Linked DNA regions of Mus musculus: all the other regions are linked to region 2. A link is a contact called in public HiChIP or PLAC-seq, Micro-C and promoter capture Hi-C data. All regions are on one chromosome and are shown on one strand. Each heading gives the region's core, a stretch centred on a gene start, on an enhancer-like site or on the middle of the called end of the contact. The rest is flanking DNA. Distances are from core to core; before and after follow the strand shown. Region 1 overlaps Tbc1d1 (TBC1 domain family, member 1). Region 2 holds the start of Rell1 (RELT-like 1). Region 3 overlaps Tbc1d1 (TBC1 domain family, member 1). Region 4 overlaps Pgm2 (phosphoglucomutase 2).

The links. Promoter capture Hi-C pulls out the DNA fragments that hold promoters and counts their contacts. A called contact is a pair of places that touch in the nucleus more often than the background predicts. HiChIP or PLAC-seq counts read pairs in DNA pulled down with a chosen protein or histone mark.
Region 1: a contact with region 2 is called in a Micro-C map of muscle stem cells, with 9 times the contacts expected there. The contact joins the enhancer-like site here to the promoter of Rell1 in region 2. A contact is called at or near these places in 2 of 39 promoter capture datasets (the HPC-7 cell line and the SN4741 cell line), 2 of 484 Hi-C or Micro-C datasets (muscle stem cells and olfactory sensory neurons) and 2 of 115 datasets of contacts at active chromatin or transcription factors (bone marrow-derived macrophages and stem cell-derived neural progenitor cells).
Region 3: a contact with region 2 is called in a promoter capture Hi-C map of pre-B cells. The contact joins the enhancer-like site here to the promoter of Rell1 in region 2. A contact is called at or near these places in 4 of 39 promoter capture datasets (the C10 cell line, cranial neural crest, pre-B cells and 1 more), 6 of 484 Hi-C or Micro-C datasets (LSK cells, embryonic stem cells, erythroblasts and 2 more) and 3 of 115 datasets of contacts at active chromatin or transcription factors (bone marrow-derived macrophages, neural tube and stem cell-derived neural progenitor cells).
Region 4: a contact with region 2 is called in an H3K4me3 HiChIP or PLAC-seq map of embryonic stem cells, with 10 read pairs. The contact joins the enhancer-like site here to the promoter of Rell1 in region 2. A contact is called at or near these places in 7 of 39 promoter capture datasets (the C10 cell line, the HPC-7 cell line, embryonic stem cells and 4 more), 1 of 484 Hi-C or Micro-C datasets (myocytes), 5 of 115 datasets of contacts at active chromatin or transcription factors (bone marrow-derived macrophages, effector CD8 T cells, embryonic stem cells and 1 more) and 3 of 9 other capture datasets (adipose tissue, liver and pancreatic islet).

The regions. Positions count from the first base shown.
Region 1 is chr5:64,195,205-64,199,173 of GRCm38.p6, reverse strand. The region is part of intron 2 of Tbc1d1 (TBC1 domain family, member 1); the gene reads right to left. Among named protein-coding and RNA genes, the nearest start is that of Tbc1d1, 37 kb to the right of the region's middle. Within about 2 kb of position 2,068, at least 74 of the 459 cell types and tissues checked have an H3K27ac peak or open chromatin away from gene starts, as enhancers often do. A contact at or near this core is called in the SN4741 cell line and muscle stem cells, where this site is marked.
Region 2 is chr5:63,966,419-63,970,478 of GRCm38.p6, reverse strand. It overlaps Rell1 (RELT-like 1), which reads left to right and starts at 1,582. Exons shown (of 7, transcript NM_145923.4): 1 at 1,582-1,833. The coding sequence starts at 1,746.
Region 3 is chr5:64,216,146-64,219,741 of GRCm38.p6, reverse strand. The region is part of intron 2 of Tbc1d1 (TBC1 domain family, member 1); the gene reads right to left. Among named protein-coding and RNA genes, the nearest start is that of Gm46913, 29 kb to the left of the region's middle. Within about 2 kb of position 1,696, at least 56 of the 459 cell types and tissues checked have an H3K27ac peak or open chromatin away from gene starts, as enhancers often do. A contact at or near this core is called in erythroblasts, pre-B cells and regulatory T cells, where this site is marked.
Region 4 is chr5:64,115,217-64,119,372 of GRCm38.p6, reverse strand. It overlaps Pgm2 (phosphoglucomutase 2), which reads right to left. Exons shown (of 14, transcript NM_025700.3): 13 at 2,940-3,073. Among named protein-coding and RNA genes, the nearest start is that of Pgm2, 24 kb to the right of the region's middle. Within about 2 kb of position 1,987, at least 5 of the 459 cell types and tissues checked have an H3K27ac peak or open chromatin away from gene starts, as enhancers often do. A contact at or near this core is called in embryonic stem cells, where this site is marked.

The sequences.
Region 1 (3,969 bases), core at 819-3,318, 230 kb before region 2:
TTTAGAATGGAATAGGACTAGGAATTGTGGACTCAACATTTCCTAATTTTTATGCCCGTCTGAGTTGATGGAAATCTTTATTCTAAGCAGTCCCCATAGTTCAAGTTTGTGAGGTCATTCAGTCTTAAATGGCTGTTCTAAAACAGGTGGAGGCCTGCCCGGTCCATTGATAAGTGCGAGGACTCACTTTCAGCAGCTCTCTAGCCACAGATGGATGCCTGAACTCATCTCACCCATCAGATATTCCTGTCTGAGGCTGCTACTCTCCCAGGGTAATGTCAAGTCACAGGGTTAATGAGAGCTGAAACACAAGAAGGGCCATGGAGCTGTAGCTAATGCCCAGCAGCTGCAGTGCCAGGGCAGCGGTGTCTGATAGCAAAGCCAGGGTGGTGCCCTTGCCAGGGTATCCCTGTGATGTAACCACGTCTGTGGTTTCTCCTGCCTGATGCCGACCCTTCATGGCTTGGTCAGACCGGCTTTGCACACGTCATGGTGACTCTGTGAAAAACCCTAGGATTCTTCTAAATGATTCTCTTTTCTACCTTTGTTGGTTAGTGTTGGTTTTTGGAGCTAAAGAATTTTTACATACAATTTGTTCATTCATTCATTCATTCATTCACTCATACAAGGAAGTTATGTGTTAACTGTTATGTGTTAAGGACAGTTCTAAGTGTGTGGGTCATTCAGGGAGCAAGATGGAAATCCCTCTCTTGAAGATTACAGTCTACTGAAGCCTATGATTTTCCTTGCAAATTTATGCAAGAGAGGCTTTCTGGGAAAGTGGCATGCAAGCTTAGAAATGGCAAGTTAAGTTAAAGGTAGCCAAACAGGGAGGGTACTGAGCGGTCTAGGTCACAGGAACAAAGGGAATCTGGGATGCTCTAGAACTAAGAGAGGCCATGGAATGTTATAGACTAGAGAAAGAGGATGACGTGGGCCTAGGATAAGGGGATATGAGATGTAAGCAACTGGGAGAGGTAGGGCAACTGGCAAAATGAGACTCAGAAGGCCGAGAAAATCTTACTAAGTCTCCATGGCTTGTTCTCTGAAGGGCAGAGCTATGCTAGACCATAAGTGGAGAGGGCAGCAGAAGGGCACATCACCAGATCTGCGGCAATGATGGTCATGCCTGGAGCTGGCTGCCTTAGACCTGGGGAAGACAAGGGTGGAAATGTGGAGACTGTTAAGGAACTTGCCCAAAAAGTCTAGATAAGAAATACAGTGTTGGGAGCTGGAGAGAGGGATCCGGGGGTTAAGAGCATTGACTGCTCTTCCAGGAGACCAGGGTTCAATTTCTAGCACCCATGTGGCAGTTTACAACTGTCTGTAACTCTAGTTCCAGGGGACCTAACACCTCCACATAGACATATGTGCAGATAAAACACTAATGTTCAAAAAATAAAAAATTAAACTAAATTAAAAAAAAAAAGAAATACAGTGTGGGGTTAGAGTGAAGTAAGGGAACTTTCCCAGTCTTTTCTTCTGCACTATAGCAGAGGTCACAACAGAACATAAGAGAGAGGCAGCTTGGGGCCTCAGAACAAAGACTCTTGGCTATCGTCAACTCAGAGCACACAGGCCCCGGAGCAGCAACTAGAGGATCCTTGTGCTAACCACTGAGCTTCGGGGTTCATTTATTTCTGCGGCACAGTTGAGTCTATATGAGGATGAGAGGGAGAAATGTCCATGTGACAGGACCCTGGGGAAGTAGCACAGGTGACCCCCTCTTACCCTGAACTCCTCCCCACAGAAACTGCAAGTTACCCTGGGTCAGACTGCCCTCTGCTCGCCAGGTTCTGTCCTACAGAAAGGAAACCCGTCTTCTGCGCCCTCGTCTCCCTTTTCTTGATACAGACTTCCTGACCAGTTAGCAAGCAAAGAAAACATTCCTCTTCCCCCGTCCCTCTCTGCCCCGCCCTGCTGTGGCCTTTGGCTTTCTCTCTCTCTCTCTCTCTCTCTCTCTCTAGTTTCCACTCTGGTTCTTGGACACAGCTCTGGCTAGCCTTGTTCTCAGTCCTGACCTATCCCTGTGACAGGCAGCCTGGACTAGCCTCTGAACATCCTACACTAGTGTCGTCCAAACCCATCCTGACTCATCCTGTATGTCTGACCTTGCTCCTGGACAGACAGCTGCCTAGCCAGCTGACATTTCTAGATTCCAGCAGTCTGGATTCTCATCTAACCACAGGCCAGCCCTGCAGCCCCAGTACACAGAACCACAACGCATGGTGTACCCACAGCCGACATTGCCTGTCCAGTGGTTCTATCCATTGGATCCAGAGGTCAAAACCAACTGGTCTTCTGAGTGTCTTCATTTACACAGAACACATGCAGTACAGGGGGCCTTGCTGGCTTTCAGTATGCTCTGTGTGCCCCACTTGCCAGGCTTCTGAGACATTTTTGGCCCTGCGTCAAAGATCAGGACTGGTCATGTGTGGTCTGTTGAAACATAGTTTTTCAAGACTAATAAGCCTACACAGAAACTCAAAGTCAAATAATAAATTGTGTCTAAAGAGCTGGAGAGATGGCTCAACAGTTAAGAGTACATACTCTTCCTCCAGAGGTCAAGGGTTCAGTACCAAGTACCCATGTTAGGTTGGGTGACTCACAACTGCCAGTAACTCTAGCTGGGCAGGGTGGGGTAGGGTAGGGATCTGATGCCCTTTTCTGGCCTCTGAAAGTACACACATACATAAATAATAAATAACTAAACAGGTTAAAAGAAAATCCCTCAAAAGACTATGACATGTCTCTTGGCTTAGACCCAGTTCTCAGAGACTTGGCAGACCTCACAGACAAGCCACCCCAGTGAAGCATGGTAAGGCAGCCTCCCATGGTGTAATCCACACAGATGCCAAGATCATGCCAATCTTGTCTTCAGAGTGCTCACCATTCACCATGCTGGGCATGGTCACAGCTTGCTGGATGTAGGGCAGATGCCAAATACTCAGCACAGATCTTCTCTTTTGTCCTTATAGTCTATCTAATGGAATCTGTGGTGCCCTCAGTTTACTGATGGTTAAACTTACATTTTAAATGTCTTTCTAGCTGCCAAGGAACACAGCCACAGCAAGAAAGATCTGTGGGTTTTTTAGGCATCGTGGCAAGGTCTGGAATCCCAGAAGGTAGGAGGGGGAACAGGAAGATATGGAGTTCAAAGTTACCCTTACTATACAACAAGGTCAAGGATAGCCAGAGTTACAAGAGTCCTTGTCTTACATAAACACACCACACACACACATACACCACACACACAAACACACACCACACACATACACACACACACTCCACATACACACAAGCACACACAAACACACACACACACCACACATACAAACACACACCACACACACCCATACTCCACATACACACAAGCACAAACACACACATACACATATGCCACACACACAAACACACACCACACACCCCCACAACACACTCCACACACACACACAAATACACACCCCCACACACAAACACATACACACACATACTCCACACAAACACATACACACATACTCCACACACACAAATACACACACACTCCACACACACATCCCCACACATACACACCACACACAAACACACACCACACACATCCACACACACACACACACACACACACACACACACACACACACACACATCAAGGGCTGGGGAGATGGCTTGGCATCTATAGACTCTTGTCCCCAAGCCTGAGAACCTAAGCTTGATCCCCAGGCCACATAGTAGGAAGAGAGAACAGACTCAGGTGAAGCTGTCCTCTGACCTCCACACTCACTATGGCTGCTGAGATCCCCCAACACAAACAAATAAATAAAAAATCTAGGTTTGTCCAGCTCCAGAGTCTACACAGACACACACACACACACACAGACACACACACAGACAGACACACACATACATTTTACCATTTTGCTCTTTATGTATGTTTATATAGGAAAACATGTACACAATATCTGTATATAT
Region 2 (4,060 bases), core at 333-2,832:
CTTACACTTCCACGTTGCTGTTTAATTATCAGAGGAAACAAACCGGGAACTCAAGCAGGGTAGGAGCCTGGAGGCAGGAGTTGGCCCCCAGACCGTGGAAGGGTGCTGCTTATTGGCTTTGTTCCTCGTGGCTTGGACAGTCTGCTTTCTTACAGAAACCACAATCGGCTGGGCCCTCCCCCATCAATCACTCATTAAGAAAAATGCCCTACAGACTTGCCTACAACCTGATCTTATGGAGATATTTTTTTCCAATTGAGGTTCTCAGACAAATCTCTAGTTTGTGTTGAGTTGACAAACAAAACAAAACAAAACAAAAAAAAAACTGGCCAGCACAATGTCTTTCCTCTGCATTCTTTCTCAGACCTTTCCCTTTGATACATTTGTCAGACTACAGGATGTGCCACAAATTGTGCATAGGATCCATAGTTCCTGTCTTTGACTCAAAGGGCAGGGCCTCCAACCTTCAGCTTCTCTCCCTGGTAATTCTCACATCATTGCTATTTGTAACAGAAGGGTGGAGGGTGTTAGAGAGGAGAAATAACTCCCCCTTGAGCATTAGAGGCCACCAGTCAGTTTACAGAAGGGGCTGAAGACCCACCCTCCATTCAGCTCACATCTGTCAGGACTGGGCTTTAAGGACCTTGTGTGGAGTCTCCACGGATTAGTTAAAACGAGGCTATTGGTTAGTTAAAAGGAAGCTAGTCAGAAAAAGGTACATTCCCCTTTAACAACTACTTCTGCCCTCTTAGTGCATGCTGTCCTTGAGCCAGGAGCTGAGATTAAACCTGCAAGCAAACACTGGAGATACATGGATCATGGTGGCCCAGGTCATGCAGACTTCATGAGCTCACTTCCTGGCCGGTGACATGGGGATAATACTCACCTTACCGAGCTGATGTGAGGATATGAAGACAGAAGTGACTGGAAAGTTGAAGAATTGTTCCAGGGGAGTGTTTGCAAGATGATTAAAACAAAACCCAGTCCAACGCAAGCAAACAACCAGTGTGTGGGGACGTGTTCCTCAATAGAAGTAGCTTAGACAGAATGGGATGGGGACAATTAAAAAAGTTTTTTTTTTTTAATTTATTCTCCTTAATGTTTAAACGATCAACCATGACTTTGAACGTAGCATTCCTTCCTAGACCACTAACGAAGGTTAATTAACTGGGTAAAGACTCCGATTGAGAAAAAAAAAAAAAACATCGCGCCATTCTGAAACTGCTGGTCCTGTCTGCTCTCCATCCTGGGCTTCCTGGCCTAACCTCTGCCTTCCTCTTCCCGCATCTGACTAGTCCCAGGACCCAGGAGAAGGGAGTAACCCGCCCCAGCCTGAGGCTCCCGCGCAGACCCGCCACTTGGCTGGGCAGGGTTAGCCCGCCCAGCAGAGGAGGCGGAGAGGGTCAGCAGTGGGCGGGGCTCGGGGTGGGGCCACGGCTTGGGCGCGCGGCTGACGCGACCCAAGGGTTTAGAGGGGAAGCGGGAGTGACAGGAGAGGCGCGGCCTGGACTCGGGGGCGGGGTCATGCGTGCGGAGGCGGGTCCAGGCTTCAAGGGACCGGGGCGCGGCGATCAGGGGCGGGGCTTCCGTGCGGTGGGCGGGGTCCTGGCGGGTCCAGGCTGAGCGGGTAGGGGCTCGCGGGGGCCGAGCTCCTGCATTCAATCCACCCGGCAGCCCTCGAGCTGCACCGTCTACCCCGACCCGGGACGCCGCGGCCGGGGCGAGGAGGGCAGAGGGACGCGGCGATGGCTCTGTGGGGACTCCCGGGGTCCGCTGTGCTTGCTGCTTCAGTGTTCGTGGGAGGCGCTGTGAGTTCGCCGCTGGTGGCCGCCGGTGAGTGCTTTGGTCCTGGTCGGGACGCCTGGTGAGTTGGGTCTGCGCACGGAAGGGAGCCAGGGGCTCGACGAGTCGGTCGAGCCCACAACCCCGCCGCGCCCTGAGTTGCGCGCGCCCTGCTGTGCTACCGGATCTGGCTCTGAACATCTGGGTGTCCCGGGGTGGCCCGGGCAGGGTGCGGCGCGCAGCGCGGCTCCAGTCCTTCCCCACCCGCCTGCCGGGGTCCCGCCTTCCCTCCCCGCCGCTTCTAAAAAACGGCGGGACCCCAACTCGGATTCTTCAGGATGTCGCTTTCCTGGGATGCCTTCTCCCTAGCCGTGGACCCCTTTCTACTGTCCTGGTCCTCAGAGGCCTCACCAGGCGAATATCTTGACACCCGGGATAGGGTTCTGCTTTCCAGCCTCCTTCCTCGCTTTATTTTCTTCTTTCCTTTTCATTATGTTAAAGCCTTGAAAGTGCCAGTCTTTGCAGGTGGTTATGGATTCTTTTAGTAAGTCGGGAATTTCTCACTCCTTCCCATACATGCTGGATAAATTAGGCCGGGAAAGAGGAAAGACATCTATAATGTATACTGCTTTTTCTTTGTATCAAATCCTGTCATCACAAAAGGAACCTCTGTGGTCGGGGTGGAAGCCACCAAGCCGAGACGCTGAGTGCTGTCTTCAACTACAAGCCATCAGCGGGAGTTTCTAACTGAAATCTAAGAGGTCTACCTTTTACTTAAGGACGCCTTTGCCTTGTGCTCCTGTTTTTATAAGGCACACACCAGGGATTCTTAATAATTGTTTCCCCCTCTTAATTGCCACCTCGCTGCAGTACTTAAAAAAAAAAAGTTAAGCCTTCCTGGCCGTTTGGGGTTACCACAGGCTGATTCTTACGTCAGCAGGCTCTGCCAAGCTTGCCTTCAGGGGTGGCTCCTCTTCAGGCCCAAATAATAAGCAGCTGGAAGGCTTCCAACGGTGACTGTCTTCTCTATAAAATATACGTGCTGCTCTTCTTTTTGGAGAATGTTCTAGTCACTCGGAGCTTTGGAGCCTGCTTCTCATTTGTCCTTTACTTTTTCATGGGCATCAGAACGAGCTAGCAAGGGAACAGGATAGATAGACGATGTGTCTCCTGGGTATTTATTAGCAGATCCGCATTTCCTTCAGCCATCTACCCAGGGGAAAGGGAAGCTGGTGACTCGTTCTATTGGATGGGAGATTTTCCCGTGCATCCTGGGCTTCTTTCCCGAGACTTGTAACTACAACATAGTTTCAACGTAGATTGGAGACTGCAGGTAGTAAGTGGTATCACTTGTTGCAGAGTTTGGAACAATAACAGAAAAGATGAACCTGGGAGCAAGATTGTTACAGTTTAGTAAGTGAGGCATGTAACCAGCCATCATCAGGAGAAATCCATTCCTAGAGTGGGTTTTTGTTTTGCTGGGTTTCTGAACAACATCCGGGTGTCAGGCCTGCAATGTGACTGAAGAAAGTTCTACGGAGTGGTGCTATTAGTAACCTTTTATGAGTGAAAGTTAGTGCTTAAAAAGAATGAAGTACCTAAGGTGGAGAGGATAGAACTTCCAGTTTGTTGGCTGGCTTAGGGCCTGTATCAAGAGATGAGCCTGGAACATCTGGCAGCTGATCTCTTTGGACTCCAAGTCCAGAAGTAGGAAGAAGGAGATGGCATCTGATAGAGACAGCCTGCCGTGTGCTTTAGCTGGGTGCTTCATGTGTATTTTAAAACTTATTCCTCATGACCCAAGATGTGTTTATTCTCTGTAGATCAACTGAGGCCTGTCATTACATAGGCACTGTATCAGTAAGCATTGGTTGGGTGGGGTGGGAGGTAGGGGGAAGGGAGAGGGGGGTGGGGGGTGGGGGGATAAATACAGCCTGTTTGGTTTTAAATTCATCATCTTTCTACTGTCCCCCATGCTTCCCAGAGAAAATAGAGGATAGGTCAGCCTCAGCAACCTGACTTAAATTGTAAGGTAGTTAGTTCTAAGATGCCCAAACATCACATCAGGAGTATGTAGTCATCTGAGCCATACAGTGGAGAACCGACAGAGAGCTTCTCAGAGGGTGGGTGGCAGTCTCTATCACTTCCTTTTTTTTTTTTTTTTTCTTTGAGACAGGTTTTCTCTGTGTATCCCTGGCAGTCCTGGAACTCACTCTGTAGACCAGATTGGCCTCGAACTCAGAAATCCGCCTGGCTCTGTCTCCCAAGTGCTGGGACT
Region 3 (3,596 bases), core at 447-2,946, 250 kb before region 2:
ATCCAGCTGTGTTTCATGAAATTTCTCTGTGCACTAATGCCATTAAAATAATGACTACTAAATGGAAAAAAAAAATATGTTCCTCCTTAAAAAAAAAAAAAAGACCTAGAAGAGGGCTGGAGAAATGGCTCAGTAAAGTGCTTGCCTTGCAAGCACAAGGACCCGGGTTCAATCCCCCGAACCTGTGAAAGAAAACAGCAACAGCAACAACAGCCACAACAACAACAAAAGAGCAGCAGCCAGCCAGGCCCAGGCAGTGGTAGGTTTGTAATCTGAGTCCTGGGGAGGAAGGAAGACTGGTGGATCCTTGGCGCTTCCTGAATGGCCAGGCCACATAACCTAGTAGGTGAGTTCCAGACCAACGAAAGACTCTGAAAACCCAAGGGGGACAGTGTTCCTAAAGAACAGCAACCAAAGCTAACCCCTGGCATGTGACCTAACACACACATGAACACATACACCACACACATATAAAAAAAAAATAAAAATGGAAAAGTATGAAATGCTATTTCCTGACTGGTCTATTAGCAAATAAAAACCTGATCCAAACTCGTTCCCCTCCCTCCACAGCAGGTCAAAGTTTCCTGGTTTAGGTGGTTGAATTTACCTTTGAATATGATTTTTTTTTTGTAAAATTTTTAATTTCTAAGACTTTCTATACAAACTTAATCCCAGGTTTTATCCACAGCTGAGCCCTTTCTCACAACATTCACTCTTTTCAAGTCTGAAATGAGCATGCTTCCTTATGCAAAACACGATCCTTTTAAAAATTTAACATTACTATTGTATGTGCCACTGCTGGGGCATGACGAGGGTACGAAGGCGTGGGTGGAGGTCAGAGGCCAACTTACTAGGATTGGCTCTCTCTTTCTACCAAATGGCCTGAGGGGTTGAATTGGGGTTGTCGGGCTTGGTGGCAGGTGCCTTTACCTGCTAAGCGATCCTGTCATCCCTAAAGCCCTGTTTTTGCTTTCTTGGTGTAACCTGAGATTTCAAGGTAAAAGCCAGTGAGTCACAGACTCCTGCATCTCGCCAAGTGTCTGCTCAGGCTCTTCTTGGTGCCATTGTTGGTGCACTGAGCAAGAACACTTTCCAGAAATCATGACCCAAGTTAGTCCCCATAACTGAGAGGAGGGGTGAGGGGAGGGGGAGGGGAAGGGGGAGGGGAGGAGAGAGGAGGGAGGGGAGGAGAGAGGGGGAGGGGGAGAGAGAATAGGGGGAAACAACCTCCAGTAGTCTCTGGGGATTTAGTGCTTAGCAAAAGAACACCTGCCCGGGTTGTAAAATAAACCACCCGTGCACACTGCACGCGCGCACACACACACACCCTGGCCTCTCTGTACAGCTGGAGAAGGAACAGAACTAAAAACAGCTCCTACTGGCTCTGACAGACACCAGGGGTGAGCGGACCTGAAGAGAGAATGGCTTCTCCTTTCCATGTGTGTTAGAGTCTCATCCATCCTCTTAAAGCTTTTATGCAGGGGGGTCTGAATTGTAGGTCTTCTAACCTGGAATTTCCCAAATGTGACAACGATAATACAAGCAACGTGAAGTTTCATGTTTTCATGAATTTCAACATAAACTCAGCTTTCAGATGAGGGCCAGGCAGTTTCTTCTGTGGTTTGGATTAACTTTCTTTTGAGCCTTTGAACTTTGCTCTCTATGAGGCAGAACGGGGTGGCTTGGGGCCAGGTGGACTCGGATGTTCTGCCAGCTCTACCTACTCATTTCAGGGACAGATCACACCTGGATCCGTATCTACCCTGTAGCTATTGTGGAAGTTATTATGGACTTAAAATCTCCAACATTCCTCCCAAGCTGTGACATTTATGTTGAAGTGAATCCCCTGGTGGCACACTGCTGAAACCCCAGCACTTGTAAGACCGAGGTAGAGGGATGACAGATTCGAGACCAACCAGAGCTGCAGACAGGGTTGCAGACTAGCCTGAGCTCTGAGACTCCATCTAAAACGAACCAACTCATGATGGGTTAATGGTCTGATGGCCTTAGCTCACAGTTATCTTTGATTGTTAAACTCAGAGTCACTCTCAACAGGTCACCAAAGCTCCGAGAACTTTCCAGAACGCAGAATCGGTTCCTTCCTTCGGAGGAGAGATCAAGAATGGATGCCTGCCTGGTCTCTCAAAGCCTTCTCGGAGATCACTATTCAGGAGGGAAGCAAGCAGTATTCCCTGAGCACTTAGTGTCTGGCAGATGTTTGCCATTATCTCGTTAATCATTGCAGCTCTTGGAGATAAGAAATGATCGTGGTGATGGAGCATAATGCTCAGAGTGCTTTGCCTGTCAGACTCGGAGGAAACCAGTGAACCCTAGACAAAGTCCATTGGCCCCCCACGCATTGTTCAAAATCTCCATAGTGCATGAAACAGGGAGCCTCCTGACCTCCTAAGAAGGGGAAACTGAGGACCAGTTGGTAATTTCACATCTACAACCTGGCCCCACCGAGGGATAGGCTTCAACCATCCATCAGTCTACTAATGCCTATGGCTCATCACCGCGCATCAGTTCCTGGGGTGCAGCGGTAGACACACCACCTGCCCTTGAAGGGACGGTTTACAGTCCAGCAAGCCCACACTGCAAGCAAAGAGGAAAGAGCACAGCTGACTGCTTGAGTCAGGGAGCCAGAGAAGGGGTCCTGAGCCAACGGCAGGCCCTGTAGGCAGCTTGGAGTCTTACCAGGCATCCAAATGCTAAGTAGAAATTACCCTTACAGATAAGAGAGGAGGAAGACTATCCCTAATCTGTAGAGCATTAGAATTAGGTACTGACAGGATTTTCACTTTTTTGGGTAAGATTTATTATTTTATAAATGTTTTGCCTACACATGTCTGTGTATCACATGTGTACCTGGTCCCTACAGAGGCCAAAGAGGACACTAGAACCCCCTGGGACTGGAGTTACTGACAGTTGTGAGCCATCACATAAGTGTTGGGACTCAAGCCCTGGAAGAGCAATCAGTGTTCTTAACCACTGAGCCATCTCTCCAGCCCCTAGAATTTGTCAAATCATTCATGCTTCCTACAGCTTAACTGGTAAAACAATCCCTCCCCTATGCCCCCCCCTCCCGCCAAATGAAATAGCCCAGGACAAATACACATACATTCTTATGGTTCAAATATGGTTTGACCCTCCAAAAACACATGCTGGGATTCACTTGCCATTGCCTGGGTGTTAGGCCCTCGGGATTTAGCTTGGTGGGAGGCATTTGGGTCATAGAGTCACCACACTGATGCAGGGACGAATGACTTTCTGGCAGCCATGGAGTGGCTCTCACACGACATTGACTCCTCTCTTCCACTTGGGTCTCCTTTTGCTTCTACATCAGGAATTGAACACACCAGGCTTTCACCAGCTATAACTATCTCCTCTTGGACTCCCCAGCATCTAGACATGATCTAAATAAATCTCCATTTGTTTAGGAATTTAGGCAGCCACGCGTGTTCTCTTGTGGCAAAAGAAAATGGACTCTGACATCCATGTAGCTACTACACAGTCACAACAGTTTTCAGACATACGGGGTTTTTTGCATGAGCACATATGTATGTGGTGTGTGTATATGTGTATATGTTTACACT
Region 4 (4,156 bases), core at 738-3,237, 150 kb before region 2:
TGCATCTCATTCTTTAGATTTGGGAAGTTTTCTTCAATAATTTTGTTGAAGATGTTTGCTGGACCTTTGAGTTGAAAATCTTCATTCTCATCCACTCCTATTATCCGTACGTTTGGTCTTCTTATTGTGTCCTGGATTTCCTGGATATTTTGAGTTAGGATCTTTTTGCATTTTCCATTTTCTTTGATTGTTGTGCCGATGTTCTCTATGGAATCTTCTGCACCTGAGATTCTCTCTTCCATCTCTTGTATTCTGTTGCTGATGCTCAAATCTATGGTTCCAGATTTCTTTCCTAGGGTTTCTATCTCTAGTGTTGCCTCGCTTTGAGTTTTCTTTATTGTGTCTACTTCCCTTTTTAGGTCTAGTATGGTTTTGTTCATTTCCATCACCTGTTTGTATGTTTTTTCCTCTTTTTCTGTAAGGACTTCTACCTGTTTGATTGTGTTTTCCTGTTTTTCTTTAAGGACTTGTAACTCTTTAGCAGTGTTCTCCTGTATTTCTTTAAGTGATTTATTAAAGTCCTTCTTGATGTCCTCTACCATCATCATGAGATATGCTTTTAAATCTAGGTCTAGGTTCTCAGGTGTGTTGGGGTTCCCTGGACTGGGCGAAGTGGGTGTGCTGGGTTCTGGTGATGGTGAGTGGTCTTGGTTCCTGTTAGTAAGATTCCTCCGTTTACCTTTCGCCATCTGGTAATCTCTGGAGTTAGTAGTTATAGTTGACTCTGTTTAGAGATTGTTCTTCTGGTGATTCTGTTACCGTCTATCAGCAGACCTGGGAGACAGATTCTCTCCTCTGAGTTTCAGTGCTCAGAGCACTCTCTGCTGGCAAGCTCTCTTACAGGGAAGGTGCACAGATATCTTGTATTTGGACCTCCTCCTGGCCGAAGAAGAAGGCCCAAAACAGGACCTTTCTCAGACACTGTGTTGCTTTGGCAGTTCCCAGGTGGTACAGACTCTCACCTAAGCAGACTAAATTCCTAAGTTCCTTGGAGTCCCGGGACCAAGATGGCGACCGCTGCTGCTGTGGCTTAGGTTGCCTCCCCAGCCGGGCGGGCACCTGTCCTCTGGTCCGGAAGGTGGCCGGCTGTCCCCGGCCCACACAGGGTGCTGCCTCAGCGCCTCTGTGCTTCTGCCTGTTCCAGAAGCTGTCAGGTTCTCTGGCGCACCCTCTCACCTGTTCAGACTAATTTCCTAAGTTCGGCGGGTCCCGGACCAAGATGGCGACCGCTGCTGCTGTGGCTTAGGCCGCCTCCCCAGCCGGGTGGGCACCTGTCCTCTGGTCCGGAAGGTGGCCGGCTGTCCCCGGCCCACGCAGGGTGCTGCCTCAGCGCCTCTGTGCTTCCGCCTGTTCCAGAAGCTGTCAGGTTCTCTGGCGCACCCTCTCACCTGTTCAGACTAATTTCCTAAGTTCGGCGGGTCCCGGACCAAGATGGCGACCGCTGCTGCTGTGGCTTAGGCCGCCTCCCCAGCCGGGCGGGCACCTGTCCTCCGGTCCGGAAGGTGGCCGGCTGTCCCCGGCCCACACAGGGTGCTGCCTCAGCCCCTCTGTGCTTCTGCCTGTTCCAGAGGCTGTCAGGTTCTCTGGCGCACCCTCTCACCTGTTCAGACTAATTTCCTAAGTCCCTTCCCTAATCCTAAATGACTTATCTTGAAATCTAAAGTGTGATATTGCTGAGTGATATTTTTAAGACAAGGACACACTGTATGGCTATGCAAACCCCTGGTTAGGAATCAATCCTTATCTCTTCAGTTTAAATTCAGTGGGTCATGTTATAGGCATGGATATTGAAGTCTTTCACAATCAGGCAGCGTGTCTCTCTCTAATCAGGCCAAAAATCTTTGTAAAATAAATAATACCAGAAGCTGCTGAGTTCTCAATGCAATTCTGATTCAGGAAAGGGGGAGAAAAGCTGCTTTGAGGACCTGGGACAAATCTGAATTCATGTTGACCAGGCTAAGCTCACAAATAGTTATTCAAATGCTAATTTGGGCATTTCAGTGAAAGCAGTTTACTTTAAATGAAGGCAATTATCCTTGGTGGCCTGGGTAGATAACATTCAAAAGAGAATGTTTCCTGAAGAATTTAACTTTCAGTTTAAATTCAGTTTAACTGCACTCAGGAGGCAGAGGCAGGTGGATCTCTTGTGAGTTTAAGGCTAGCCTGGTCTATAGAGTGGATCCAGGATAGCCAGGGCTCTGTTACACAGAGAAATCTTGTCTTGAGAAAAAAAGAAAAAAGGAAAAAGGAAAAAGAAAAGAAAAAAAAAATCAACGAGAGACATACTGTAAGATACCAGCAAAGGTAGAGGCTATGTTGGGGTCTGCACTGTTTCATGGTCTGGTTTTGTGAATCAAGTTTAACTGGGGCACAGGCTATGTTCATTCATTGATACATATATGGTTGTTTCTACATTTATTTTTTCTTTCTTTCTTTCGGCCTTGATTAAAGAGGCCTATGCCACCACATCCTGTTTCTACACTTCAACAGGAGTAGCTACAACAGCCCTATAGGACCTGCGAACACCAAGACATTATCTGTCTTGTATTTACCATCTTGTGGCCTGGGTAAGGACCTTGAGGGCTCAGTGAATTATCATTTTAGCATTTCTATGTCTGAAAGTTTTTAAAAGTAAAAAGTTGGGAAAGACATCTTTTCTAACAAAAATACTTCTTAGATAGTACCACTTAGACTTGAAAGGCTATTGATTCTGATTCACAGGTTAGATAACTCTATTAATAAATGAAATGTACAATATGAAGTCTATTAATAGTAATCTTACCTTAAGCTGTGGTTTTTATTGTCATTGCATGTTAATAGGTTGGTGTCCCCATGATATCACCACAGTTTCTAACTAGGCTACAATTGGGAATTTTCACTTAACACTTGAACAGAACCAGGAAGTCTCAGGGATGAGAGTCATAGCAGCGATGTCATACCTGTTGCCAGGGGGAGCACACAACTCTGCGTAGTACTTGATTTTGGGCTCAGTCCCACTGGTCCGCATGGTGGCCACACCTCCATTAGCAAAGGTGAAGGTGATCATTTGGCTGCTCTTACTGGTAGGAAGAACCTAGGGATTAATTTGTACAGGTCACACATTTAAACAGCAACAACCCTTTCTGACCTAGTGAATTACTGTCCCACATAAGCAAGAAAACGAATAACCAGACGAGGATATGGGCCACAGAAGAACATCCCTGGGAAAATGAGAAGACTCAATCCCAGTAATTTGTGAACATTAAGTAACTTCACAGTGTAGCTTTCTACTTCTACATATCTATTAAAGTTATCAAAGTTTTGTTCAAATTAAAATATGGTATTTCATAAGAAACTGAGACAATAATGTACTACAAAAAATTAGATCATTCCTCAGTGTTGTAAATGCAAACTTTGGCCAAAAAAACAGTTCCTAAGGAGATTTTTTTTTTCCTGGTACAAAATTTCAATATTGTGGTGGTTTGAATACGCTTGGCCCAGGGAGTGGCACTATTAGGAAGTGTGACCTTGTTGGAGAAAGTGTGTCAGTGTAGGGTGGGCTTTGAAACCCTCCTCCAAGCTGCCTGAGGATAGTCTTCCCCTATCTGCCTTCGGAACACGATGTAGAACTTTTGGCTCCTCCAGCTTCATGTCTGCCTGGATGCTGCCATTTTTCCTGCCTTGATGATAATGGACTGAACCTCAGAAGCTGTAAGCCAGCTCCAGCTAAATATTGTCCTTTATAAAAGTTGCCTCGGTCACGGTATCTCTTCACAGCAATGGAAACCCTAACTAAGGCATATATTTAAAGTTGCTAATTTCAGGATGTCACTAACGTTACTGTAAACATGCTTTCCCTGGTATAAACACAAGGGCAAAGAGGGAGAGAGGCCACAGCACTTGATGGAGAGGTTACCAGATCATGAAAGCCAGAAAGTAGACCTGATTGTGGGTTCCCAGTATGTCTGGGAGGGTCAGAAACAAGAAACCGAGCCACTGTACTCTGCAGACGCCCATCTGGCCTCAAGAACTAGAAGCATTAGGTATGCTAAGGCTCAGTGTGAGGCAGGGGTGAAACAGTGACAAGGTTGTAAAGAAGCTACCAGATGTTCCAGAGAAGGCAGCCTTTCTCTGCCTGCCAGGGGTGCTTACATTCCCTAGATCTTGAATGAGAACA